Linked DNA regions of Mus musculus: all the other regions are linked to region 1. The links are chromatin contacts, called in public HiCAR-type, HiChIP or PLAC-seq and promoter capture Hi-C maps. All regions are on one chromosome and are shown on one strand. Each heading gives the region's core, a stretch centred on a gene start, on an enhancer-like site or on the middle of the called end of the contact. The rest is flanking DNA. Distances are from core to core; before and after follow the strand shown.

Region 1 (3,505 bases), core at 542-3,041:
TGCACTTAGTAACAAGAACACTCAATGACAACCGTTGTCCTTCAGAGCAAACTACTCAAGTAAAATCTTGAAACAAAAAAACAAACAAACAAACAAAAAAATCAGTCAAAAATTCCCTGACTATTTTTATAGTGAAACAAAGGAACTAATCCCCCAAACTCTTATTTACTAGGAGGTACCACAAGCAAGACAACTTATTCCCGACACGTGCCCTCACAAAGTACATCTATTCAGTGCGTTAAAAAACCCAGTGTAAATTACCAGTAAAGATTAATACTTCAGAGAGCAGACTCCCTCCAATAATCTCAAAAATATTATTTATTTATATATATACATATATATATAAATACATACATATGTATATATATTGCATATATAAAAATCTTTTGCCCGTGTATATAAAATGGTCCTAAATTTTTTTCTTCCTTGTTTTTGTTAATTTGGCACTTTATTGAACATTCATACACAGGTCCGATATAGCTTTTAAAGAGTTCCATTAGGAAGCTGGAGGGCAGCAAGAAAAAAATTTTCCTGAACTGCTTTGAAATGAGTGGAGCCACCCAGTGGCTGGAGGACACTTCTGTTAAAACAGTGGAGACCACCGAAATCCTTCTTAATAATATCCTCCCACTCCCTCACAGGCAAAACCTCAACATGATAGGCAGCCAAGATACACGACGAGATCGTCCCATTTTAATTGCATGCACCATAAGCAAAAAAAAAAAAAAAAAAAAAAAAGGATCATTTGTGTGTGTGTATGTGTGTAGCATTAGCTTCAGTCTGTCAGACTCTAGAATCAAACCAGTCTGTGGGATCATCTGCTTTATCCAATTCTGTTCCAAATACACTCAGGTTTCAGGTAACGCGCCCAATCTAGCGCGTGTGCAAGCGCTGTTTCCTTCCGGGAACAGATCGCGATTTTCTGGTTTTCCAACCGTTTTAGCCGGCACGAAGCAAACAGCAAAATAATAATAATAATTAAAAAAAGCAAGCCAGGATAGGATTCATGACCCCTAAGCTCCGGAATCCAGACCTCTGGTCACCGCACAGACCGTTCCGACACCGTGGAAATTTCAGCTCGCCAGCGGTGGAATGGTGCAGGGCTGCTCGCTCAACAGGAGCCGCGCAGTTCTGCCCAGCAGCTCCTGTTGCTCCAGCCCAAGAGCGGACCGCCCCACGCGCAGCCCGCCTCGGGGCCGAGTCAGAGTCCCCCTCCGCCGACCGGGTCGCCACTACCGAAGCCCGGCGGCGATCGGCAAGCCCGGGCTTGAGCGGCGCGCACAGTCGCGAGGTCCGCAATCACGGGTTCACGGTGGCGAGCGCGGGCGGCCACCGAGGCCATCTTGGGAGGCCCCGGGCGCCCGGTCCCGGTCCCCCCGCAGCCCCGCCCCGCCCCGGCCACGTCCACGACGCCCGCGCGGCTTCTCGGAACAAAGGCCGCAGGGTGGCACGCGCACAAAGCCGCTGGGCTGCCCTGCCGGTCGCTCCGGGTCCGGGCCCCGCCGCCGGCGTTTCGGTCGCCCGGCCACCCTCCTTTCCCTCCTCGGTCGCTCGCTCTAACAAAGGCCGGGCCCGCGGTACTCACAGGAATATGTCTACTCATTGAAGATTGTGGCCTAATCATACAGCCGGTCCCGAGGCGGCGCAGGCGGCGGCGGCAGGGCAGGCGGCGGTGGGCGTCGCGGGGCGGCGGCGGGGATGCAGGCGGCGGGGGCACCAGACGACCATGCAGTGAGCTGCCCGAGGAGCGTCGCCGAGCCGGCCGCAGCCCAGAGCCAATGCGCGCGCCCAGGCGCCCCTGCGTCACAAGTCCGCCCCTTTATAGCCGGCGCGACGTGCGCACAGGCGGCAGCCAATCACGGCGCGGGACGCCTGCGGCTCGAGGCGGGGCCCGGGACGCAGACGTCACTCGGGGCAGCCGCCACCGGTGCGAACCGGTTGATGAATGGCGCGGTGTGCTGGCTGGTCCTCGCCACCAAACGCTCCGGTCGCTAGAGCCGCGAGTTCGCCTCAACTTGGAACGCCTCTCCGGCGGGCGGAACCCTGTAGCCCGAGGCCATAGCTCTGTCGCGCTGGCCAACGGTTTACCTTGGCCCTTGCGCCCGGGGATCTCCGTCATCACTCCATATTGATGTCGCATGACCGCTGGGCGGCTGACTCACCGCTCCAGAGCCCGGCCCTAGTCTGGGACTAGGGATTCTCGTCACCACGGGCACTTCCACGTGTGGGAAGGCTCTCCGCAGAGATTAGCCGGTGGAACCCAGGAAATGTCCCTATTTTTTTTTTTTTTTTTCTTTCGAGGCACGTGAAGCCTAGTTGCTTCCTAGCCTTTCTTCTTCTCCCCCCACCCCCTTTCTTTTTAGGTTACACCCCTAAACTGCTGATTCTGGCAACTGCAGTTGGCTCGTTTGTGGCATTTCGAAATCACATGCATCCTTTGTACTGCTGCTCATTCTCAGATAATGAAAGGTTAGCTTTTGCTAAGGGGAAGCTTTTTTTTTTTCTTTTTCTTTTTAAATTAAGAATCTTCGGCTTTATCAAGGGCTGATGTAAGTTTTTGCGTCAAAAGCTAAGCTTTCCCCTTTTGTTGATCTTCAGTCCTGTTCCAGTGTCCTTTTAATCTAGGCTTCTAAGTGAAGCCTGAGTGCAGCTGTTTCTGATCATACAAGGGCAGCTTTTATCTGAAAACCCTTTCTGCTCGCTTGTCTAGGACAGGTAAACAGGACCTTTACCTGCTTTGGAGAACTCAGCTTTCCAATAACACTGAGGCCTTTTGTTCCCTGTTTTTCTGCACATTAGGCCGGAGAAATCATAAGTTGTGCTCTCTCTTATTGTGTACCGAATTTTGTGATTTATTAGCACTTCTATTTAGAGACTTCCTTGCATAGTTACTTAAATGTCTTATAAACATGCAATCTGTAAGCAACGTAAGTACATTAAAAAAAGGGGGGGGCAGACCTTTAATAACAGCAACAACAACAACAAAAAGCAACTCATCGTCATTAAAAATTGCTTGGCCAGGGATCCATTTAAAGTCAAGAACTTGAAGCATAGATCCCTTCACAAATAGAGGTAAAGTGAGGTAACAATTAAATTATGTAAGTCCTAAGAAAATGCAGGGAGATTAAAAGAAAAGTCTTTGAACAGTAAAGTGAAGTTGAGCAGACCAGGAAACTCAACCGAAGACAGATTGAGTATTACAGAACTAAAACCTTTCATATGACCAGTGACTTTGGGTAAGTGTTACTTAAGCTTTGGAAAAACATGGGCAGAATAATTAGTGACTAGCTTGGCCAACTTGTATTAATAACATACTTAGGCATATTAAATCTGCCTCCCCTATTCCAAAGGTTGGTCAACACTGTAAAACAAAAATAATGACACCTTTTCCAAAGGGGAATTTGGTGAGCTAAAATAACTGAGCAAATAGCAAGCAAAGGTAAATCAGTGTCTTGGTTTCCTTGTAGAACTCGTGATGCAAATTGTGAGCTGTGTAATCCACAGA
Region 2 (3,505 bases), core at 723-3,222, 3.0 Mb after region 1:
AGGTACCACGCAAACACAAAGAAAGAAACAATTACTAACATGCCATTATTTGGGAAGGAAATGATAAATTAGCAACAAACCAGAAAGTAATGGACTCATAGACTAAATTCTTTCTAGCACTTGGTTTGTTTATTGTATGTATCCTTAAGACAACCCAGACAAAGAACAGAAGGAAATACATATAAAAAGATGTATGTATAAATCCTATTGAGTTTCAGTTAAACGTTTACCTTATCGGGGAGATAAATGATATTCTTGTGTGCAACTGAAACTTGTGAATGGCGGCAGCAAGGCTCAGGATGATAATAATCGCAGTAAATAATAGCTCAGAGAATCGGAATCGCTATTTACTTGCTGTTCGCTGTTAAAAGCACAGAATTTGGGGCAAACTGATTACTTTGCTGAGTTTACAGCCTCAGACCTATTTCTGTTCAGAGATATTTGTGCCATTTCAGCTCACTGCCAAGCTCTGGTCAGTGAGAAACGTAAGGATGACCTTCGGAAACCGCATCGGCTAGCACCACCCCCAGTTTGCAGAAGGTTACTCTGGTCCAGTATAAAACGACCCTCCGGTGCCCTGCTCAGCGTGCTGGGTTCTTCCTTTCGCGGTGTACCACACTTTGCAAGATCTCGGGATTCTCTTCAACCCCCCCCCCCCGCCCCCCTGCATAGCAGATAGGAATACAGTTTCTTACTGCAGTGGGCTGCAGTGTCAGGAGCCCTTCAGCTCTGTGCACGGGATGCAGAAGTTCCAGACAGCTCTGCTGACTGCCAGGGACCCGTGAAGCCTGTTTGGCACCCAGTGCTCCCCGCAGTCTGACAGTCAAGAGTCTCACCTTCCTCAGTGTCGGCAAGCAAGGTGCTTTCCATCCTCAGCCTCAAACAACAGAATGAGTGGCATATAATAGCAATCTGTATTTGTTTTAGGAGGCCAACATGCAAATAAGAGCACATTTTCCTGTGCTTTCCGTGCTTATGAACCTGGCATCAGGGCTAAGCAACATCTTTCCGCATTTCTTTTAATGCTCACACTTGATAATACATCATTCACCTATCAGTCACTAATGGCTACACATTTTTGCAGAACTGAACAGTTGGTTTCATATAGTTAGACAACAATACACACATTCCTATCGATTCTTCAATTGACTTTTGGAATTTTACGAATTATTTAGTTTCAAGCCAGTTACTAGAAATTGCACAAATGTAATATTTCATTTGTCATATGTCATATAGTTAATTTAAAAAATACAAGTCAATGAAAGAAAACAAATCATCCAACTCCCACAGGGAAAGCCAGTTTGCCTTAGGGGCAAGCAGGGCAGAGCACTGCACTGGCCCGCTAAGGCCGCAACACGCTGCAGGCGGCCACTGCAGCTTTGGCTTTCTCGCCAGGTGGCAGAGGCCCTCCGCAAAAGAGCACACCGCAGCGCTCACGCCTTGCCTTCTTCGTTGGCACCGAATCAGCGATCACTGTCAAGTGTCCAGCCCACAACTGCGATACAGTTTTTGCGGATTGTAACGGAATGTAAGGGAAGCTGGAAAAAAACGGCAAAGGGGAGAAGGGTGTGTACCCGAGTGTGACCGATCGCCGTTGTCTGACAGTGCCTAAAAATTTCTCCTGCAGTATCTACAGGCCAATCAATCACCAACTTCCTTCATCCTTCATCATGTCAGATCCTTACATCTAAAATCACCTCTCCCTACAAAGCCAATAAATGAATCAGGGTTCTTTGACCGTGGCAGAGCTCACGTCTGGGCTGAGAATCAGCACCAAGTTTGGGGGTGGTAGGGTGCAAGCCTGCAGACCGCGGCGTGCCGCCTTTCCTAAGATTGGACCAGCTTGGAGATGGCCCTTCCAGGTGCTCGCGCCTCCATGCGCAGGGACTACCCCCGCCCCCAAACCAAATAGCTCACCCTGCTGCATCCTCCGAGCCCCAGCCTCCGGGCGGGCTCAGGGAGGCGGGAGCCCGGGTTCCCCCCGGCTCCTTGGCGCCCCCTGACGTCGGCCTCCAGCAGAAGGTCCGCGGAGGCTTACACAGGCGAAACCCGGGGGTCCCCGCGCACCGCCGCCCGGCGCGTGGCCTGGCGGGCCGCGCGCGCACCGAACCGACCTGCTGGAGGGCGCGCGCCGCTCGGTCCCGGCCCCAGCCATGCGCGCGCGCCCGCACCCGCGCCGCCGCTGCCGCCGCAGCCCGTGACGTCACCCACCGAGCCCCCCGCCGGCTCGCCGCGCCCCGTCCCGCCCCACGTGCGCCGGCTTCAGGACGCCGAGGCCCCGGGCGGCCACCCGATGATGCTCCCAGCCGGCTGCGTCCCGGGCGGGGCTGAGCCCGAGAGCTGCGCGCGGGCTGGGGCGCCTGCGGAGGGAGGGGCGCGGCTCTCGCCGCTGCGCCGCGTGCTGAGTCATGGCGAGAGCTGCCCGCTGCTCTCCATCAGTCGTTCCGGGGCCGGCGCGGGGTGTGCAGCCATTGGGCCGCGCGCGGGGCCGCGAGCGCCGGGCTTGACGCGCTGAGCCGCGCTCGCCCCTGTCCGCCGCGCCCGCCCCGCGTCCCGCGCCCCGCGCCCCGCGCGCTCTGCAGCCTTAGCCCCGCGCCGCACGGCCCCCCGCCTCGCCCGCACCATGATCGCCGCCGCTTTCCTCGTTTTGCTGAGACCCTACAGCATCCAATGTGCTCTCTTCCTCTTGTTGCTCCTGCTGGGCACCGTCGCCACCATCGTCTTCTTCTGCTGCTGGCACCGCAAGCTCCAGAAAGGGAGACATCCGATGAAATCGGTCTTTTCGGGTCGTTCCAGAAGCAGAGGTAAGACACGCCGCCGCTGGGTTCTTCTGGGCAGAAGCGAGGTTCAAGCCTTCTCTGCCTCTTCTGCCCACTCAGTGCCCACTCCTCAAGCTAAGTGCATTTATTTATTTAACGCGCCCTGGCCCTTTGGCCTCACCTCCATCCTCTGAGTCACCAGGTTTGGATAACCACGGAGATTCGGAGGTCCTGGAAGGAAGGATCAGGCTCCGATTCTTAGGGTCAGTTTGCTAGAGCCCAGAAGGTAATTGTAGGGGAGTCCTGGGCTGAGGTACTCGTATCTTTGCCAAGCCTTTGCTGGAGCTTAGGAATAAAAAAGTAAGGCGTGATGATATGGGCTCCCCTCTCCCAACTTTGCTGGAACTTCTTGCAGAGAAATCACCTTAGAGACAGATGGTCCAATACTCTCTCCGCCCCGCCCCAATATGCCCACGGAATTGGAGAGAGACACCTAGAATGTGCTTTCCCGAATCCAGGTAAGTGATCAGTAACTCTTTAGGCTGAGAACAAGGAGTTAACGGAGTCTCGTTTTCCCTCTTTTCTCCCCAGATGCTGCTCTGAGATCTCATCACTTTCGCTCTGAGGTAATTTATTTAGCGCACACTCTCAAGGTCAGAGTAGCTTTCTTTCCTGAGTACCAGCATTAATCATATACGTGTTTAAAAAGCCAGTAGGGCACCGAATGGGAAGCCTGCAGTCCCTAA
Region 3 (3,505 bases), core at 311-2,810, 2.9 Mb after region 1:
TACTTAAGAAGAACTGATGTACAAACTTAGCCACTATAGGTGACAATCACCCAAAGCCGTTTCCCTTCCCTCTCACCATCACTTTAGGACTGGCTGGGAGATCCCAGGGTCCCTCACTGTATGTCAAAATAACAATACCTAGGCTCCAGCCTGGATTTCTGATTCAACAGATCTGGAGGGGGCCCAGATCTTACAGCTTCCACTCAACGCTGGAGAACACCTGCTCCCCAAAGGAACAAATGTAGAAAAACAGCAGTGTTTCAGGTGACACAGGCCTCCCCATTGTGACCAACAATTTTCTGTGATGTAACAAGATGACCTCAGACGTTAGGGAAGTCCTCAGCGATTAGAGGATACATCATGCTAAGATGCAATGTTCTTTGCAGGCCTTACTTCCAACCTCCTGGCATTAACTAGTCCTGTGTGTCTTCTTTCTTGGACAGAAGTTAAGCCCTGGGCAGTACCAGGAAGCACAAAACAATTCGGATGCCTACTCCAATTGTTCAGGTAGCCCCAAGCACTGAGGTATCCCTTAGGGTGAAAGTCCCCAGCATCAGTGTGCGACAGCTATTCGCCATTCATGACTATCTGTTGAGTCTGTTGAGTGATGACTGCCTGTCTGGTGGGGCTTAATCATACAATGGCTTACCACACTTCACTCCAGCAAACCGCGATTGTCTGTCTCTACTTACACTAACAAACTGAATGTCATCTTCGTTTTCATCCGTGGTAGACTCTGATGCCTCGGGCCCAGCTGGTGGGACAGATTCTATTATCTATAAACAAAAGCCAAAACACGCTTATCGATTCAGCCACAAGATCGCAGGAAGAAATTCTCCCCAAAAGGATCGATTAAAGACAAAAGCCCCTGAGGGGAAGCAGCAGGACCAAGCGGAAATCCAGCCCAGGGAACTGCATGGAGGAGGCCGGGCGTGCTAAGCCGTCTTGGAGCTGCAGAGACCTAGCTTCCCAGGCGAGCTGCCACAATTCCCCTCCCCGCCTCTTACAGGGGCAGGGATGCAGGCTCTAAACCCCCGGGGTCGGGGATGCAGGCTTCAAGTACAAGGCCAGCCTGCCTCCAAGCCCTTCTCACCCTCGGGGCTGCGGCTGCTTCGGCTAGGGCGGCCAGGGGCTGGGGGCGGCCGGACCGCCATTGTTGAGGACTCCACGCAGACGTGCACCAGGCCCGGAGGCCCCGCACTCGCCCGAGGCCGCCGCCCGGCTGAGCCCAAAGCTGAGAAGACAAACCAAACCTTTCGGGGTCGGGCTCGGCGGAGCCAAGGCCCGGGCCGCCACCACTCACCTCCGGCCCTGGGTCTCCCATTTCTCCCACGGCCTGTCAGCACCACGCTCCCGCCGCCGCCGCTGCTGTTCCCGACGCCGCCGCCACGACTTCCCTCTCGCCCGGCGCCGCGCGACCCGCCCTGCGTGAGCGCCCACGCAGCTGACGCCTCAGGCCGCGGGGACGCCAAGCTGCCGGACCCCAAGCGCGGCCTCACTGCCGCTAGCTTCCAGCGCCGCTTTGTACGCTCCCCGCCTTCCTCCCGCCCCGCGAGGGATTCTGGGAGTCGTAGTTTCCGCCGGTCTCGAGGCTGACGACCGCGTGGCGGGGAAAGGTGGCGAGGATCCGGAGCTCGGCGCTCATCTGCATCTCCGGAAGATGGCAGGAGGAGGTGGTGAGGGTCTTGATGTAGTTTTGAGTCCACGCCAATTCTCGTTCCGCTGCCGCCTTTCACTTAGAGACACTGACAGGAAAAGAGCCCCACTGGCAACAAGCAAGGCAGATGAAAACATGGAAGACTTTTTCCTCCCAATTACATCTTGGCAAAGCAAGGGCAAGAGCTTATATATGGCATTCCTGAGAGGTCATTAATTCTCGCAGAAGTCTCACAAAGGGGCTTCCTTGTTGTCCACAGGTTCCTGTAAACTAAAAGTAGCATTACTGATAAGGTTCCAGAGGGCTGCCCCTAGCCTTTCCTGTTTCTCCCTTGTTCTTTTCAGGCTAGGTTGAGTTGATAGGTTAATTACTTGGAGAGTGGAACACAGAGGTGTGGGCAAAACAGTCCTAGTAATGTCAGTTAACCCTTTCAGACCTTTAGTGATCATACTGCTATGAAAGCAATGCTCAGTGGTCTTTGTTTCGGGCCAGAAGGAAGGATGGATCGATAGATGGATGGATAGGTTTAAGTGAAGTCCAAGACCTGAAGCACTTGAGCTACTCAATCTCTCTCATGTTTTCTATCTCCCGGTGCTAGTAAATATTCAGTCTCACTCAAGGACCAGAGAGAGGAGCAAGGAGTAAAACTAGAGTACAGAGTTCAGCGGGAAAGTAAAAGCAGCTAAATCCCAGGGGTATAATGTAATTTTTCAAGATACACTTGGACTCTTATAAAATAAAACCGAGCCGGGCCGGTGGTGGCGCACGCCTTTAATCCCAGCACTTGGGAGGCAGAGGCAGTCGGATTTCTGAGTTCAAGGCCAGCCTGGTCTACAGAGAGAGTTCCAAGACAGCCAGGAATACACAGAGAAACCCTGTCTCAAAAAAAAAAAAAAACAAAAAAACAAAAAGAAACCCTGTACCAAAAAACAAACAAAAAAGGTTAAATAGATATTTCCTTTGTCAGTTGCCGCTAGCTACCCTTCTGTGAATGTAAAATGGTTCAGACCTTACTGACAGGGTTGGAGCCTGTGTAGGGTTTAGGGGAGGAGATACTTTTTATATAAGCAAAATTGAAAATTGGACCTGTGATAGAGCTCTCTCTCTCTCTCTCTCTCTCTCTCTCTCTCTCTCTCTTCCCCTCCTCCTCTCCTTTTCCCTCTCCCCCTCCCTTCTCTTCCCCCTTGTCTGGGGTCAGAGATTGGGCTTGCAGGAACAACAGAGAAGCAGCTGGCAGGACACAGGTAAAACAGTATTCTAGGAAAGAAGCTAAGGAGCCCTCTTGGGTTTGGAGGAGCTAAAGAAAAAGGTAGACTGGCTTGGAAGAATGACACAGAGAGATTTCTGAAAAGCCAGCAGTTTCATTGTAGAATCGTAGAATCGGGCTTGCAAATAGATGTTTTGTATATGGTTCAGAAAATAAAATTACCTCACTGAGTGAGCTAGAAGGGTTTTTTTTTATACCTCCTGTGTCTTTATTGGTATAAAGATGAGATAATTTAAATGGTTACACTGTGCGGAACACCATGACAGTGGATGAGGAATTCTGTAAGACCCTAGTGTTGGCAGAAACATCACTTGCAGGAAAGACAAATCCATACCCAGAATAAAGATCTACTCCAGCAAAGACAAAGTGTTCTCCTTTCCATGGAGGAAGTGAAGTGGTCCAATAGAGTCCAGCTGCTGAAAGATCCTGACAGAATGTAAAAGGTCACAGAAGCCCTGAAATTGGCAAGATAGATGTCACTGTTAGCAGAACTAGCTTCACTGATTTAGAAAAATAGAGGTGCACAATGCTCTGGCCACTCCTAGAACCCGTGTGTCTGCCAATGTTCTGACTGTTCCTTG
Region 4 (3,505 bases), core at 717-3,216, 2.8 Mb after region 1:
TATTATAAGCCATTAAAAACCAATGGCACCCTTTACCAGCTTGTAAAACTGGGCTAAACATTTAAAAGCATTTTCAATGCCCGGAAGATCAGTGCATCCTGCAGGACAGAAAGCCTTGGGTGTGGTTTCAGTCTTACAAGGGAGCAGGCTTTTGCTGTTCACAGAACCCATTCACCTGAATGGAAGATGCGCACTGGCGACAATCCAGTGATTTCCGGTAGTACCCCGTCCACTGTTGTCCTCAGACGTGTACACTAAGAAAGCTAGGGGGAAGTCACAGGAGCATCGTCCCCATTTTTAAAAAGTCTAATTTTGAATACTGTCATGCTCTGTGGCACTGTCCAGATGGCTTCTAAAAAGGGCCCCTAAGCCTTACCAGGCAGCATCTCTTTCTATTTCTTTGCCCCTTCTGACACACTTACTTCTAAGTGCTCATTACATTTTTAAGGGAGAAACAAGACTTACAGAACTCTGCAGTTACTGGTAAAGGCCTTGAACCATTAAACACAGAAATAAAACCCCTTCAGCGCAACTGTTAATAAGTAACGTAATTTAATCGCTTATGTTTGGTAGTCAGGATTCCTTTGATAGTAATCAGACACTAGAATGTCTATGCAAACTCCAGACTTTCAAGAGGCCCCCAGGAGAAGAGCAAGGACTCGGCACACAGGCTTGATTAAGTAAAGGTTCAGAACAATGACTCAGCTTGAAGAGTCACAACTTCCTGAACCCTTTCAAGAAAAAAAATCGGAGCAGTTGGGAATATACTGTCAAAGGTTAGAGCCTACCTCGCACAAGGAAACATTCTCGCCCCCTTTCACAGCGCAGGTCCCTTTGTCTCCCGGAGTTGGGGGATATAGGGTTCAGGTTTCTTTTGTGGCTACTCCACAGTCAGTGAAAGTTTTCTCACCTTCTGGCTCTTTTCTCCTAATAGTAACAGTAATGAGCGCCTCCCGTGTAACGAACACTGCTTGCATTTTTTTTTTCCTGTGCAGACACACTTCCCTGTGTTTGGTGGCTGCGTGGAGGGAGATTCATCTCCCTCTTATAATTTTGGGTCATAGTGTTCTGCTTACGCAGAACCCGGAGAAAACTAGGGAACAACGTGTGTGTCAGGGCATCTTGATAAGATTTTCATGGAACACCTGCACATGATCAAAACTTGCACAACTTTGAAGACATTAACATTTCCACCAGATACATAAGGCTCACGTGGTTAAAGCCAACCAAGTGTTCACAGCATTCGTTAGTAGTATTCATGAGTTAGAAATTTTACGACAAGGCTGTCCCCGTGTCAGAATCTTAGGGAGAGTGTGACTCCTGCCTTTGGTGTTTTCGGGCCTGCGATTGGCACTTCCAAGGTGTCAGCCGTGTCTTCTAAATGTACAACAAACACGGACAGACTGCAGAGGGCATTGCACGTGGTTGAGAGAATGAAGGATGGTATCCAACTTCGGTGTACCTCGCGCGGTCTCTCATGAGTCCGATTCTCGATGATCCCCAGGAGGGGCCGTCCTGGATACTACCACCCCCCCCTCCCTTACACTTGTATTACTATGAAGTGATCTGGGGCAAAGAAACTTACTCCAGTGTGGGGTGAGGGGGGGGGGGGCACACCAACCTGCTGCCTCCCTCCTGGAAGCAGAAAAGTTAAAGGCAGAGGGGGACCGCGCAGAAGATTCTGGAAGTTCTGCAAGCCGCACTCGCTCGCCAGTCTGCCGGGCCGGGGGAGGGGAGCCCAACCGGAGCGCGCCCCCGCCCGCGCTCGCCCCTGTGCGCGCCCCGCGGCCCTCACCTGAGCTCCAGCTGGTCCAGACTCTCCAGCAGGCGGCTGGAGCGGTCGGCCATGGAAGACGAGCGGCAGAAGCGGCCCTCGTGGGCCTTGGCGCTGATCTTCGCCTGGGCCATGAGCTCCGGGGGTCCTCGGCGTCCGCGGGCAGCAGTGGCGCGAGCCGCACGTCGCCGTCACCACGGGCGCCGCTGACGCGGACGGCACCGCCCCCACCTCCCCGGCTCTCCACCCCCGAGGCCGTGCGGCCAAACAAGGGCAGGCGCGGTCGCAGCCGCGGGCACGCCAGGGTGGGGGACCCTGCCCCGGCGCCCAGGGCCTCGGCCGGTCCTCCCAGCACCCACGGTTCACAGCAAGGACGAAGTGGGTGCAGCCCGTGAGAAGAGGAGACAATCCAGTGCACCCTAGGGCAGTCTCTACTTGTTCGACCTGTCCGGTGACCAGGCAGGCTCGGGAGAGGACAGGGAAAGCCTAGACCACAGGCTCCAAATAAGGAGAAGCCAAGTGGATCCGTGTTGTCTCCCCTTTCCAATGAAAGGATTATTACTATCACACATAACTTGTTTAAACCCTCTGCGAATGATATTCAGTAGGCTTAGATGTCAGAAGCTGCAGAGGTCAGTAGGTCTGAAATACGAAGCCGCATCTTAAAGTTGTGTTTTGTCCTCTCAGTGTACAGGGTACAGAAAATGGGAAACAAAGTACATTTACATCCTTTACCCAGAACTCAAAGCCATTAGATTACTGAACAGAGACAAGCCCCTTAAGTACAGTTTCTAATCCTGTCCCCACCACACCCCGAACACATCTTAATACTAATAAACGGTGGATTATCTTGGCTTCATTAAACACTGTCATCTCACGATACAACCGTGAAATCTGAACATTTTGTGGACATCTTGAAAGTCTGAACTTGGGCAGGTCTCAGGTCTAATGCTCCTCTGGAGGCTGACAAGTTGTGTAACGTGGGCCAGGGTGGATTCAAGGCTAGGCTGGGTAGCTTCAGCAAGTGTCAAAGGAAAAATAAAAGTGGCCGCAGACATAGCTCTGTTAGGTTGGCAACGAGGCCAGGCAGATGTGGTGGTTTGAATGAGATGCCATCTGTGCTCTCTAGCACTTGAACACTGGGGAGGCCTGGGTGTGGCCTTGCTGAAGGAAGTGTATCACTCCCCGTGGGCAGGTTTCAGAAGACCAAGCTATTCCCAGTGTCTCTCTGCCTCTGCTTGGGTTTGAGATCTGAGTGCTCAGGACATGTCTCTGCAGCCATCATAGACTCAGACCCTCTGTATCTAAGTCCAATTAAATGCTTTCTTTTACAAGTTGTCTTGGTGGAGGTGTTTTATCACAGCAGTAGGAAAGTAACTAAAATGGCAGGGATCTTCATATGTTTGTTTAAATGTCTCCACACGTTGAACACGCACAGAGGCATCTCCAGTCTAAGTTACTACGGATATGCTCCTGTCTAATGACACGCCTATGCTCTTTTCCTTATATAAATTATGACTTTAAACTGAGCATGCTTTGGAATAGGCATGTTCCTTCATGAATATGTACAGGATTCCTGAAAGAAAAAAAAAAAAAATCCCTCAGTGCTACCTGAGCTTGTGGAGAGCTTTGCTTTGGTAATGGCTCTGGAACTCTTCCTGCCTGGTGCAGGTTGCAAATCTTTGTCTTTTGCATCCTGGCGGTGCCTAGTTTGGCTTCACAATCAGCAAA
Region 5 (3,505 bases), core at 387-2,886, 2.8 Mb after region 1:
GTACAGTGCACTCGATGTTCCTCCACTGGGCACTCCACTGCACTGCACTTCTCAGGGACTGCTCAAATAATTTCTTCCTTTTTTTTTGTTTTTTAATATTTACTTATTATATGTATGTATACTGCATCTGTCTTCAGACACACCAGAAGAGGGCGTCAGGCATCAGATCTCATTATGGGTGGTTGTGAGCCACCATGTGGTTGCTGGGACTTGAACTCAGGACCTTCGTAAGAGCAGTCAGTGCTCTTAACCACTGAGCCATCTCTCCAGCACTCAAATAATTTCTAAAAGCTGAATTTTAACTAAATCGTATTCTTTTCATCTAATGTAATTTAAAATTAATTTAGAAAGTATAAATATTGCAATCTGAAAATAGACTTACTTGCATAGTCATACTGACTGTGTGTGTGTTTTCTAGTTTTTAAATATTTGGCTGAGAAACACCTACAAAAACTCAAACAACAAATAACCGAAGATCCAGAACAGACACACTCAAGTAGTAACAAGATTGGTAAGTGCGTGGTAAGAACCCAGCCTGTGCGTTGCATTGACCCGGCCCTCCATTTACTGTTGCTGCACCTATTGTGTAACCGGCTCATTTCTGTAAGAACTCTGGGTTAAGTCATGATTACTGAGCTCGGTGACTATCAGCTCTCTCTTTAAAAGGGGATTTGTTACTGATGTTGTTCGATGCTGTCTTGGCCTCAGAGGCTCGCTGGACACACTAGGCGGGCACAGTGAGGGTGCACTCCCACCTTTTGTACGCACTCCTTCCTCTCTTAGGAGCTGTGCGGTTAGAGCTGCCTTTGACCATCCTCTGGGTCTGTGGTCCCTCACGGGTACGTTTTGCTTAGGCATGCTGACAGCAAGATGAGACTAAGCTGCACAAGAGGACCTTGTCTCCAGAAACCAGAGCAAGATGATACACTGTTGTATGGCACCACTTGCCAGTATACTGCGCATCACCTGTTAGACCACAGCTTCCCACCGGCAATGACTGGCCTAGCGTCTGTTTCCTTGATGGTGCAAGGTTTTGTGTATCTTGATGCTCGGTAGTTCATGAGTTAGCAGTGCTATTGTGCACACAGTACATGTCAAGGTGCAGCTATGATAGCTTCCCCTCTCACCCACTGGTCTCTGGTGTCTGGGGTTTTAGCCTCAGGGTGCAGAGTTCCTGGAGATGGTTAGCAGCAGTCAGTATAGCAGCACTGCGTGATAGGATGCTGACCTTCCTGCTTAGGAGCGCTCTGTTCTAGTGCAGTAAGAAACAGAAACAGAAACAACAGAGGTACTGGCTTCTCTGTCCCACTTTACTATCAATGATAACACATGACAGGTGACGTGGAGGCGGATCAGTCACTGTGCTTTCCCTCATTTACACAGGTGTCTTTAATGCATCGGTCAGAAGTCACTTGGGCCAGAATTCAAGTTCCCTTAATGGTGGCGATGTCATCAACCTTAGACCTAACAAACAAAGGACCAAGAGAACCAGAAACCCTTTCAGCAGCTGTAGTGTACCCTAAACTGTTTCATGGAGGACAAAGCTGAATTGCACCGTGCAGTTAACGGCACTGTGTGCGGGCTGTCCTGCGTGTGTCGTGGGCCTCTCACCACGCTCTGAAAGCTGACATTGTAACGCTGCTCTGCTGTGCTCCTCAGAATGTAGATGGCGCCCTCTGCTGGAGAATTACTGCTCTGTGGACTCACTCTAGTTTTTTACCTTAGACGAGGCTTCTCCTGTTTTTGAACGGACACCAGTGGAAATGTCAAAAACAGGTTTTGCTGAATTTTAAATTCTGAAGACAAAAACAACATGACTAACTACATCGGTAACCATTTTACCCTGATGGACCATGAGGGATGGCAAGCATTGTTCTGACACTGGGCGTCGAGCTTTTCTGGAATGTTCAGTCTGAATGCTTAAAGAACATATGGAAGGGAAACCCGGACTATGTCAGACTGCCCTGGTGTGTGTGTTGTCAGAGGTACTCGTGCAATATCCGTGATGTGCGGACTGTGGGGGTGTGCATGCAGACTCCTGGCTCAGGCAGTAGGCCTGTGCCCTGGGAAAGGGGATGCAGATTCTAGTCAGTTCGCTCGCTCGTACAACCATTGCGTATGTTTCTGGTCTCACCTGAGGCGTCCGGACATACTTTACAGAAAGAACTTGGACCCAAGTGTGCCAAACACTACCGCTAATTTTTACACTACTTTCCTATTCAAATTTGTATTTATGACATCTTGTAGAGGCAGTTTCCTCTCCGACAGGTAGATGAAAGGAATGTAAATGTCTGACTGCTCGGGCCTGTCCCTCCTGGGATTCTCCCAGAGCCTTCTCCATAGCCACTGTAAGCAATGTGCCCGGTACACACAGCAGCCTGCAGCCACTCAGAAGGCCCTGTGGAGCGCGTGCACACCAGCTTCTGGCTGCTGACCTGAGACCAAACTCTGAACTTCCAAGCTGAAGGGGACCATCTTTGCAGAGTGATGGTCTTTGGTCCTGATCACAGATTTTCTGAAGCCCTGCAACTCTAAGGCATCCTTTTGTTTACACTCTTAGTATAGCATTTACCATTATTGCTTAAGTTTTTCTGTGGCCTTTGGTGTACGTGGACCTTATCAGGAACGATCGGTAAGAAGCGCCTGTAAAGACCCGGTATGGGAAAGAAGGGGAAACGTGTGAGCTGGGCACCAGCCTGCCTGCCAAAGAGATAATATCATGAGTTCTACTAAAAACTCATTATCCTTAATCAGTCATTTTACTTAGAAAATATCAATAACCCGTTTCCACAGTCCTGGTTTTCATGTACTTCAAAATATATAAAAGTGATATTTCTTGGAACGTGTGCTTTTCCTTTCTTTTTTTTTCTTTTTTTTACTAAAATATATAAATAGTTCCTATATTTCTCTTGTCTTTTTTTTCTTTAAAGTTTACCCTTGGCGTACCACCCATCCTGCCCAGCACAGGTTCCTGTTGCGAGCAGAGGTCGCTGAGCGCCCTCCCTCCATGGTGGTCCACATGCTTGCTTTTCCCATTGGCATCCCAAGCAGGCAGGATCATCTGTGTGGTCAGCTGTTAGCGCCCCTGGTGCAGGGTAAGGTGGGGGACTTGGATCCACACAGTGGTGCCTGCTGTGAGACGTGATTTTTTTCCTCTTCAAACACAGACTCCTCAGTTTTTACACAAAGTAAATTTGTTGGCAAATAAATTAGTTGACCCTTTTAATGGCATTGGCAGAAAATTCATTCCTTATAGAACATTGTAGCTTTATTTGTAGCCACTAAATGCATGGTAAAAAGGTGTGTGGTCTGTCTCTTTAAAACAGTGTCTGGTGATGGCTGCCGTTTCCTTAATATTTGTTAGCTTGTCTCCCCGTCCCCCTCCCTCTCCCTCTCCTGGAGCTGAGGACTGAACCCAGGTAAGTGCTCTACCACTGAGCTAAACCCCAGCCCCTTCCTTAATATTTGTAACAGAAGTTTATGTGTTTTGTTTTATCCATTTTTT
Region 6 (3,505 bases), core at 259-2,758, 2.8 Mb after region 1:
ATAAATAAAATAATTTTAGAAAATGCTCTTGACTTGTAGGTCCCTACTCTTGTGTAGCTCGGCTGCTAATTGTGGGTCATATCCTAGGACCAGGCTTTTTTTCCCCCATCTGCTATGACTGCACAAAACCTTTAAGTCAGAGAACTTAAAAAAAAAAAAAAAAGATTTATTTTATGTGTGAGAGTACACTGTCACTGTCTTCAGACACACCAGAAGAGAGTTTCAGATCCCATTACAGATGGTTGTGAGCCACCACGTGGTTGCTGGGAATTGAACTCAGGACTTCTGGAAGAAGAGTCAGTACTCTTAACCACTGAGCCATCTCTCCAGCTCCACTCAGAGAACTTTCAGTGTCAAGAGTTTTGAGCAACAACGGAAATGAACTGAACGCTTGGCATGATGACACAGCCTTGTAATTTCAGCACTGAAGAGATTGACACAGCAGGGTGGTGAGTTGAAATTCAGCCTTAGCTGCACTTGGCCAGTCTTGGATAAATAACCAGACTTTGCCTTGAAAAACAAAAACCAAACGCCAAGCCAAACAAAAACAAAAAAACAAACCCCAAACTAAAAAGGAAGGAGAAAACAATGGGTTTGGCATGCAGTGTGTGCTTTTGTGTACAGCACTTTGTTTTAACCTTAAGCTTCTGTCATTGTGTGTTGTTAATGCTTACAGCTGCAGAGGCTCCTTTTCATGGCTGTGTAGTGGTTCCATTACACAACGGAGAGGTATTAGTTCATTGACATCTTTTGGGTTATTTCCATTTGGAGAGTATTAGGACAGATGCAGCTATGGGTGTCCTGACATCTGTTTGCCTGTATATCATAAGGACAGTTCCTATCAGCTGTGTGACCAAGGAATGGGTGGATCACAGGGTGCACAAATGTAACAAACTCTCCTTCTCGTTCAAAGGAGTTGCTCCAGCACACAAATTCAGCTAATTCACATTCTTTTCAACACTTGGTATTTTATATCACCCTCCCCTGTTTTATTTTGATGCATACAGAAACAACCAACGTTTATGTATTTTGAGACATAGTTTATTGTAGTTCAGGCTGGCCTTGAAATCCTGATCTTCATGCCACACCATCTTTCCAAGTACTAGGATCACACACGTGTGTTTCCACGCCGCGTTTGAAGCGAGTTTGCTTTTTTGCAGGACCTTTTTAAATTTGTGGGTTAGTTTTCTGAGTTGTTAGCCATCACGGTCTTCTATTTTGTTCAGTCATACCCTGCAAACAAATTATTTGTCTTCATTCATCACTTTTTTTTTCACACTTCAGTGCTACCACGTGAGTCTCAGGTGGTGACAGACTTCTGAGGCCCCCGGATACCTGACCCTGTGTAGGGAAACAAGGCACACCTTCAGTAGGTTAGCACATCCTGCTCACCTTGGTCTCCTTGGGTACCAAGGCCTGATGCTGTGCAAACCCAGCCCGCGCCTTCCCTGCCAGCGCAGGGCGGGGCCGGTGCTGAGCATGCGCAGACCAGGTGGCGCATGCTCCTCAGCGCGGCGGGCGGGAGTCCGGCGCGCCCTCCATCCCCGGCGGCGTCGGCAAGGAGTAGCTCGGTGAACCCGGATACTAATAAAGTTCGCTAGAGACTCATAATCGTTCTGAAAGAGCGGAGCGGGTACGAGGCGTCCGCGGGGAGGAGCCGGGCTCGGTGCTGCGGGCTGTGCGTTCCGGGCTCGGTGTTGCGGACTGTGCGTTCCGGGCTCAGCGCTGCGGGTTGTGCGTTCCGGGCTGCGGGCTCCGCGCTGAGGGTTCCGGGCTGCGGGCAGAGGTGAGTGCGGCCTGCGCGGCCTCGGCTCGGGGCTGCGGTGCCGCCGGGATGTCGCTGTGGGCGCGGACGGCGGCTGCGGGCGGCGCTCTGCTCTCGCGTCCTCGTGGGGACCGCTCCGCGCCGACGACCCCGGCCGCGGCTCGCTCACCAACCGCCGTGGCTTCCCAGGAGCGGGAACCCGAGAGTGGGAGAACTTGATGCGGGTGCGGCGCGGCGCGGGACGCACAGGGCTGCGCGACTCCGCCTGGGACGATCCCAGTGCCTTCTGTAACGGGCGGGTTGCTGTAGGAAAAAACAAACCCGGCAAGCCTTTCTTTAGCAAGTTGACCCATCCTTTCCTTTGCCTACGCGAGAGTCTGCATTGGTTGCCAAGGGATTTGAAACCGAGAAGAGAGGACATTGATAATTACTGTCGGTTTTTAATTATATGTAGCATTGTGCTTTTCAAAGAACATACTTATTTTTTGCATTTTTTTTTTCTTAAAAGCATGTGTGATTTGGGATAGGCTCTCCCTGTGATGGCATGGCTGGCTTGGAACTTGTGTAGACAGGCTGGCCTCAAACTCAGAGCCTCTTCCCCCTGAAGGCTGGGATGCAGTGTTGTAACTAGTTTCTGAGAATCTTAACAGTAATTCCCGACGCTACGATCTGCTTTCACATCTTTGTTTAAATTTTATTTTTTAACTTCCATATGGTAAAAAAAAAAACCCAAATAACCATTTGGAGAGTTTTAGATTCATATATCTGGTCAGGATATGAAACCAGTCCTGCTACCTGTTAAAACCTCATGTTGTCTCTTTATATCTTACCTCTTATTCCTGATTCCTAGAAATCACTGTTTTCAGAATGCCATTTTAGTGTAACAGTTTGAGATGTTGATAACTGTCTTCCATGACTATATATAAACACCTTTGAGATTCAAGATGCGGCCCTGTTGGTTATTGGGGGGACAGGCTCTTCATATCTTTTTGAGACAAGATCTCAGGTGGTCCAGGCTAGCCTCAGACTTGCTCCAGTAGCAAGGATAATCATGACCTTAGGATTCTTCTGCCTCTACCTCCCTAGTGCTGGGATGACAGACATGTGCCGTCATGCCAGGTGTGTGTGTGTGTGTGTGTGTGTGTGCGCCGCGGGCTGCTAGGCATGGCGTCCGGGGCCTTGTGGAGCTAGACAAACAGTGTACCAATTAAGCCACATTATCTGTTCCACAGTTTCCTGTGTGGATAGCCCTTTTCTCCTTCTACTCCCTGTTTAATTAGGTAGATGTGCTAAACATAGCCAATTATATTATCCGCCCACTGAAGGGCATTTGGGGAGTTTTCAGTTTTATATGATTATGAATTGAGTTGTTATAGGTCTGGGGAGATGGCTTATTTTGTTGTTGATACTATTGAGGGTTTTTTGTTTTGTTTTGTTTTTGAACGTTAATTGTAGGGTGAAGAATTGTTTAGATTGAGAAGAGGAAGTCGACTTCCCAAAACTGAGCCAGTGTGAAACACAAGCTGGATGAACACGGTCAGATCTTGGTAAGGAGTGTAGGTTTGTATTGTTATTGTTTTTCTGTTTTTTTCTGAGATGGCATTTCACTGTGTAGCCCACACTGGTCTGGAGCTCCCAGGTGCTCTCTGGCCTCAGTCCGTCATGTGAGACCCTGAATAACAGCATTCTCCACCACTCTTGCTAGATTTAGATTTGCTCCTGAGCTTCAGGGTTATAAGA
Region 7 (3,505 bases), core at 305-2,804, 2.7 Mb after region 1:
ATCCTTCTCACACCTCGGTCCTGCGCATTATAATATGCCTTCAAATGTCCACACGTCTCCACTCTCCCTCAACTACTCACACCGGAAGCATAGCTCTCTTTCACAGCCGCAAGCCTTTGTAGAGACCATTATCACAGTTTGGAAAAGCCCTTCACTGCTTCTGCTGGGAAATCCCTACTGTCTGCTCATTTCTTCAGAAACCAGACCAAATTCCAACTTCTCTAGGAAACCTTCCTTAAGTAGACTAAGCTAGTTATTCTCACTTTTACACTCCAGGGGCATTAATATTTACTTCTATCAAAGCAGAAAGTAATCTGATGTATGATTTTAACTCTACACGTCTGTCTCCACATAGCAAATACAGTTTCAACATAGACCTTAATTGCATTACTCATTACAAAGTCCCTGCCACCTGGAAGCAGAGTACTCAATGTGCATACTACAGTGAAGAAGTGAATGACAAACCTTCAACAGCAAATCACCAACGGATGTTGAATGGGCTGCTGAACAAAGAGGAACTGCCTTTATTCATCGTGTGATAACTGCACTTCTCAAGGACACAAACATTGGACTTTAAATGCCACTTACATTTAACTCTGTCAAAAGCCAAGTTTTCAAACTCCGTCAACGATATGTTTTCAGTAGGCGGCTGCAGGTAAAACTGAAGGCTGTGAGGGTAACTAGCATTTCTCTGGTCACCCGCCAATCGCAGCTTCTTCCGGATCCTTCCTGAGAACTGCATCTTGACCACCTTTTGAAAGCAGTGAAATAAATTATATAAATATATATTTATATTATATATTATATAAATTATATATATATGTTATATAGTATATATTGCAATATATAGTGCTTAGGTGGCAACGCAATATATATGTTAAAATGACGGAAAAAGGCTGAGTCAATAGAGTAAATATTTATGGAAACACAAAATATTGGATGCACAGACTTTTTTAAAGGGATTATTCCTAGACCCTGCTGTGTTGTCTAGATTTTCTATACACATCTGTAATAACAGGGGCGAATGTGGGAAGGGCTCAAACTGGGGTATATGTAGACGGTGGCCCTTGTAAGCCAAAGAGTGATCACTAAGTGTTGCTGCCTGCCACCCTCAGGCATGTGCGAACCCAAGACAAGATGAGGTTTGAGGGGAGGGGGGTGTTAAATTCCTGAAATCAAGGTAAAGCAAAGTAGATTCTACCTAGATGAGAGGCTTACTTCTCGTACTTCTAACTCTGGAATCCAGCCTTTCCAGAATAGTCAAAAGTGCCTTAACTTCCCTTCCGGCCCCAGCGCCTTCCCGGGCCGCCCTCCCCGCCATCCCACCCGGAGCCTCCCTCCGACCCGACACCACCTGTCACTCGGTCCCACCAGGTCAGCTCACAAGCTTCCAACTCCACGGCTTCTCTCCGTCCCAAATAAAGCCGCAGTAGATTGTTTAACCAGCCAGCAGCCAGGCTGAAAGAAACACCCGCGCTGACAGCCGCTCTCTCCCAGTGGCGGGAGAGTTCATTTGGAACGGGAAGCGGAAGTGATGCGCAGAGGTCCCACCCCCTGGCGCCCCGCCCACCGCGGTGTGGCGCGGTAGCGACTGAAGGTAGTGCGCGTCTGGAGCGTTTTGCACGCCGACCGACTTTTTGATGCTGGTTTTGTTTTTTGTTTTGTTGACGGATGTGAGTTCTTTTGAGACCATGTCTCGCACCGAAGCCCAGGCTAACTTGGAATTGGTGGCGATCCTCCTGCCTCAACCTCCCACAAGTGCTGGGCTTAGGCTGAGCCGCAACACCCGCCCTAAGATATCTTGAATGCAAGTGATGGAGATTTTGTTGGGTTTTTTGTTTTTGTTTTCCAGAACCCCAGGTGCCCTCTCTGCGCGGAGACGCCTTTGGGCTTGGGGCTGCAGTGCAAACGGCAAACATTCCCGCGCTGCAGCCAGAGTCAGGGTAACTGAGGCTCCGGAAGCTTGCGGGCGCTTTACCGGGGGTGGCCTCCCCTCTGTCATTCCAGGAGGTGGGAAGGAGCCGCCGTGTCCGCTTTGCCCACGACACAAGGACTGTCCCTCCTCGTTGTTAGCAACGCTGCCTTCATCTTCCGGACGAGAAAAGAGCTGTAAGAATGACGTCGGTTTGCTCGTCCCCGCGCGATGCTCGCCAGGGAACACGCGAGCGAGCATAGACTTCGGGGAGCGGAGGAACCTGCAGGACTTAGCAAAAAGCGCTCCGGGACCACAGCGAGGCCAGCTAGGTGGCGTCCTAAGAGCCTGGACGGCCGCTGCGGTCTACAGTGTGTTCGAGGCGGCGTGTCCCCCTACAAAAGCCACCCACAAGCTCTGGGATGGGGCTGGGAGTGGTCGGGTTTAGAAATGCATAGTATATCCTAGTACTTTGAAGCCTCAAAGTACCCACCTAAGATAGACTAAATCGGCGGCTGTCCCTTGAAACGGAACCTGTTTATCTGTCAATTTTTATTCTCAAGCCACACAAAACAGACTCTAGTTAATTAGCCCCAATTTACACATAAAAGAACGGTGACTTCCAAAGGATTCCTGACAGGGGACTCCATTCTGCCAACCTCACTGGCCTGATTTCTTTCGTATGACAGTAGGGTACTCACTTCTCCTCTGTGGCCTATATACAATTATCATCACCAAATCCATAGACACTCCTAAAATATATTAACTGCCTTGTGTGTGTGTGTGGGGGGGGGGGGGGGCTGAAGCACAGAAGGAGAGATACCGTGATTAGAATGAGGACACCATGGAAATTTAAGTGAAATCACAAAGAATAAAAAGAAAACAAAACTAAATATCTGAATATATAAAAACATAAAGCTGGGCGTGGTGGCGCACGCCTATAATCCCACCACTTGAGAGGCTGAGGCAGGCGGATTTCTGTGTTCAAGACCAGCCTGGTCTACTGAGTGAGTTCCAGGACAGCTAGGGCTACACAGAGAAACCCTGTCTCGAAAAAAAACAAAAAAAAACAAACAAAACAAAAAAAAAAAAAAAAAAACATTAAATTGTGCAGCTAACAAAACAAAACAAAACAACAACAAAAAAAACATTAAATTGTGCAGCTAAAAAAGTCCCCAGAATTATTTTTCAGTCAGAAAGAGTATGAGTTTATTAGAGAAAATGTTAACAGGAACTGAACAATTAGCTCATAAAAGTATGAAAATGTTTATTACTACTGTCGGCAATGAAATTTTTTCCTTGCAAAATTGGCAAATATTTCACAATAAAAGAGCTCACTGTTGCCACATATGTCGTTCCCTTGAAGTCCCACCCTCATTCCTTATGATCCCCATATGGTGCCATTATTTTCTCCACACTCTGATTATAAAACAAGGTCTCACTATGTAAGCCAGGCTGGTCTGAAATGGCACGTGTAGATCTGGCTGACCTTGAACTGACAAAGAGCTGCTTCTGCCTCACCAGTGCTAGGATTTAAGGCACGTGCCACTGTGCCCGATTTATTTTTATGTTTATAACCCTCTACCACAGACT

Evidence for each region. Promoter capture Hi-C pulls out the DNA fragments that hold promoters and counts their contacts. HiCAR-type assays count read pairs that join an accessible place to other places. HiChIP or PLAC-seq counts read pairs in DNA pulled down with a chosen protein or histone mark.
Region 2: a promoter capture Hi-C map of hematopoietic stem and progenitor cells shows a contact between it and region 1. The contact joins the promoter of Bend6 here to the promoter of Ptp4a1 in region 1. A contact is called at or near these places in 9 of 39 promoter capture datasets (cranial neural crest, hematopoietic stem and progenitor cells, hippocampal neurons and 5 more) and 3 of 115 datasets of contacts at active chromatin or transcription factors (astrocytes, embryonic forebrain and forebrain).
Region 3: a contact with region 1 is called in a HiCAR-type map of astrocytes, with 9 times the contacts expected there. The contact joins the promoter of Zfp451 here to the promoter of Ptp4a1 in region 1. A contact is called at or near these places in 6 of 39 promoter capture datasets (the C10 cell line, cranial neural crest, frontonasal cranial neural crest and 3 more), 7 of 115 datasets of contacts at active chromatin or transcription factors (astrocytes, embryonic forebrain, embryonic limb bud and 4 more) and 1 of 9 other capture datasets (adipose tissue).
Region 4: a contact with region 1 is called in a HiCAR-type map of astrocytes, with 9 times the contacts expected there. The contact joins the promoter of Bag2 here to the promoter of Ptp4a1 in region 1. A contact is called at or near these places in 7 of 39 promoter capture datasets (cranial neural crest, frontonasal cranial neural crest, hippocampal neurons and 3 more), 2 of 484 Hi-C or Micro-C datasets (the G1E-ER4 cell line and cortical neurons) and 3 of 115 datasets of contacts at active chromatin or transcription factors (astrocytes, forebrain and large pre-B cells).
Region 5: a contact with region 1 is called in an H3K27ac HiChIP or PLAC-seq map of differentiating embryonic stem cells, with 15 times the contacts expected there. The contact joins the enhancer-like site here to the promoter of Ptp4a1 in region 1. A contact is called at or near these places in 7 of 39 promoter capture datasets (cranial neural crest, frontonasal cranial neural crest, liver and 3 more) and 4 of 115 datasets of contacts at active chromatin or transcription factors (differentiating embryonic stem cells, epiblast stem cells, forebrain and 1 more).
Region 6: a HiCAR-type map of astrocytes shows a contact between it and region 1, with 7 times the contacts expected there. The contact joins the promoter of Rab23 here to the promoter of Ptp4a1 in region 1. A contact is called at or near these places in 14 of 39 promoter capture datasets (the 3T3-L1 cell line, the C10 cell line, cranial neural crest and 9 more) and 5 of 115 datasets of contacts at active chromatin or transcription factors (astrocytes, embryonic forebrain, epiblast stem cells and 2 more).
Region 7: a contact with region 1 is called in a promoter capture Hi-C map of pre-B cells. The contact joins the promoter of 1700001G17Rik here to the promoter of Ptp4a1 in region 1. A contact is called at or near these places in 13 of 39 promoter capture datasets (the 3T3-L1 cell line, the C10 cell line, the HPC-7 cell line and 10 more), 5 of 115 datasets of contacts at active chromatin or transcription factors (astrocytes, cardiomyocytes, extraembryonic endoderm stem cells and 1 more) and 1 of 9 other capture datasets (liver).

What each region holds. Positions count from the first base shown.
Region 1 is chr1:30,947,964-30,951,468 of GRCm38.p6, forward strand. Ptp4a1 (protein tyrosine phosphatase 4a1) reads right to left here and starts at 1,792. Exons shown (of 6, transcript NM_011200.2): 1 at 1,586-1,792. It overlaps LOC115487084 (a long non-coding RNA gene), which reads left to right and starts at 1,908. Exons shown (of 1, transcript NR_164183.1): 1 at 1,908-3,375.
Region 2 is chr1:33,905,649-33,909,153 of GRCm38.p6, forward strand. Bend6 (BEN domain containing 6) reads right to left here and starts at 1,973. Exons shown (of 7, transcript NM_177235.3): 1 at 1,918-1,973. Dst (dystonin) reads left to right here and starts at 2,577. Exons shown (of 103, transcript NM_001276764.1): 1 at 2,577-2,804; 2 at 3,351-3,385. The coding sequence starts at 2,624.
Region 3 is chr1:33,813,035-33,816,539 of GRCm38.p6, forward strand. Zfp451 (zinc finger protein 451) reads right to left here and starts at 1,561. Exons shown (of 15, transcript NM_133817.3): 1 at 1,304-1,561; 2 at 693-776. The coding sequence starts at 1,324.
Region 4 is chr1:33,755,784-33,759,288 of GRCm38.p6, forward strand. It overlaps Bag2 (BCL2-associated athanogene 2), which reads right to left and starts at 1,967. Exons shown (of 3, transcript NM_145392.2): 1 at 1,796-1,967. The coding sequence starts at 1,908.
Region 5 is chr1:33,737,870-33,741,374 of GRCm38.p6, forward strand. Rab23 (RAB23, member RAS oncogene family) reads left to right here. Exons shown (of 8, transcript NM_008999.4): 7 at 419-511; 8 at 1,384-3,505. The coding sequence ends at 1,523. Among named protein-coding and RNA genes, the nearest start is that of Bag2, 18 kb to the right of the region's middle. Within about 2 kb of position 1,637, at least 51 of the 459 cell types and tissues checked have an H3K27ac peak or open chromatin away from gene starts, as enhancers often do. A contact at or near this core is called in differentiating embryonic stem cells and epiblast stem cells, where this site is marked.
Region 6 is chr1:33,718,388-33,721,892 of GRCm38.p6, forward strand. Rab23 (RAB23, member RAS oncogene family) reads left to right here and starts at 1,509. Exons shown (of 8, transcript NM_008999.4): 1 at 1,509-1,786; 2 at 3,221-3,312. It overlaps Gm32229 (predicted gene, 32229), which reads right to left and starts at 1,459. Exons shown (of 4, transcript NR_157041.1): 1 at 1,393-1,459.
Region 7 is chr1:33,668,270-33,671,774 of GRCm38.p6, forward strand. 1700001G17Rik (RIKEN cDNA 1700001G17 gene) reads left to right here and starts at 1,555. Exons shown (of 1, transcript NR_033199.2): 1 at 1,555-2,443. It overlaps Prim2 (DNA primase, p58 subunit), which reads right to left and starts at 1,525. Exons shown (of 14, transcript NM_008922.2): 1 at 1,355-1,525; 2 at 589-751. The coding sequence starts at 742.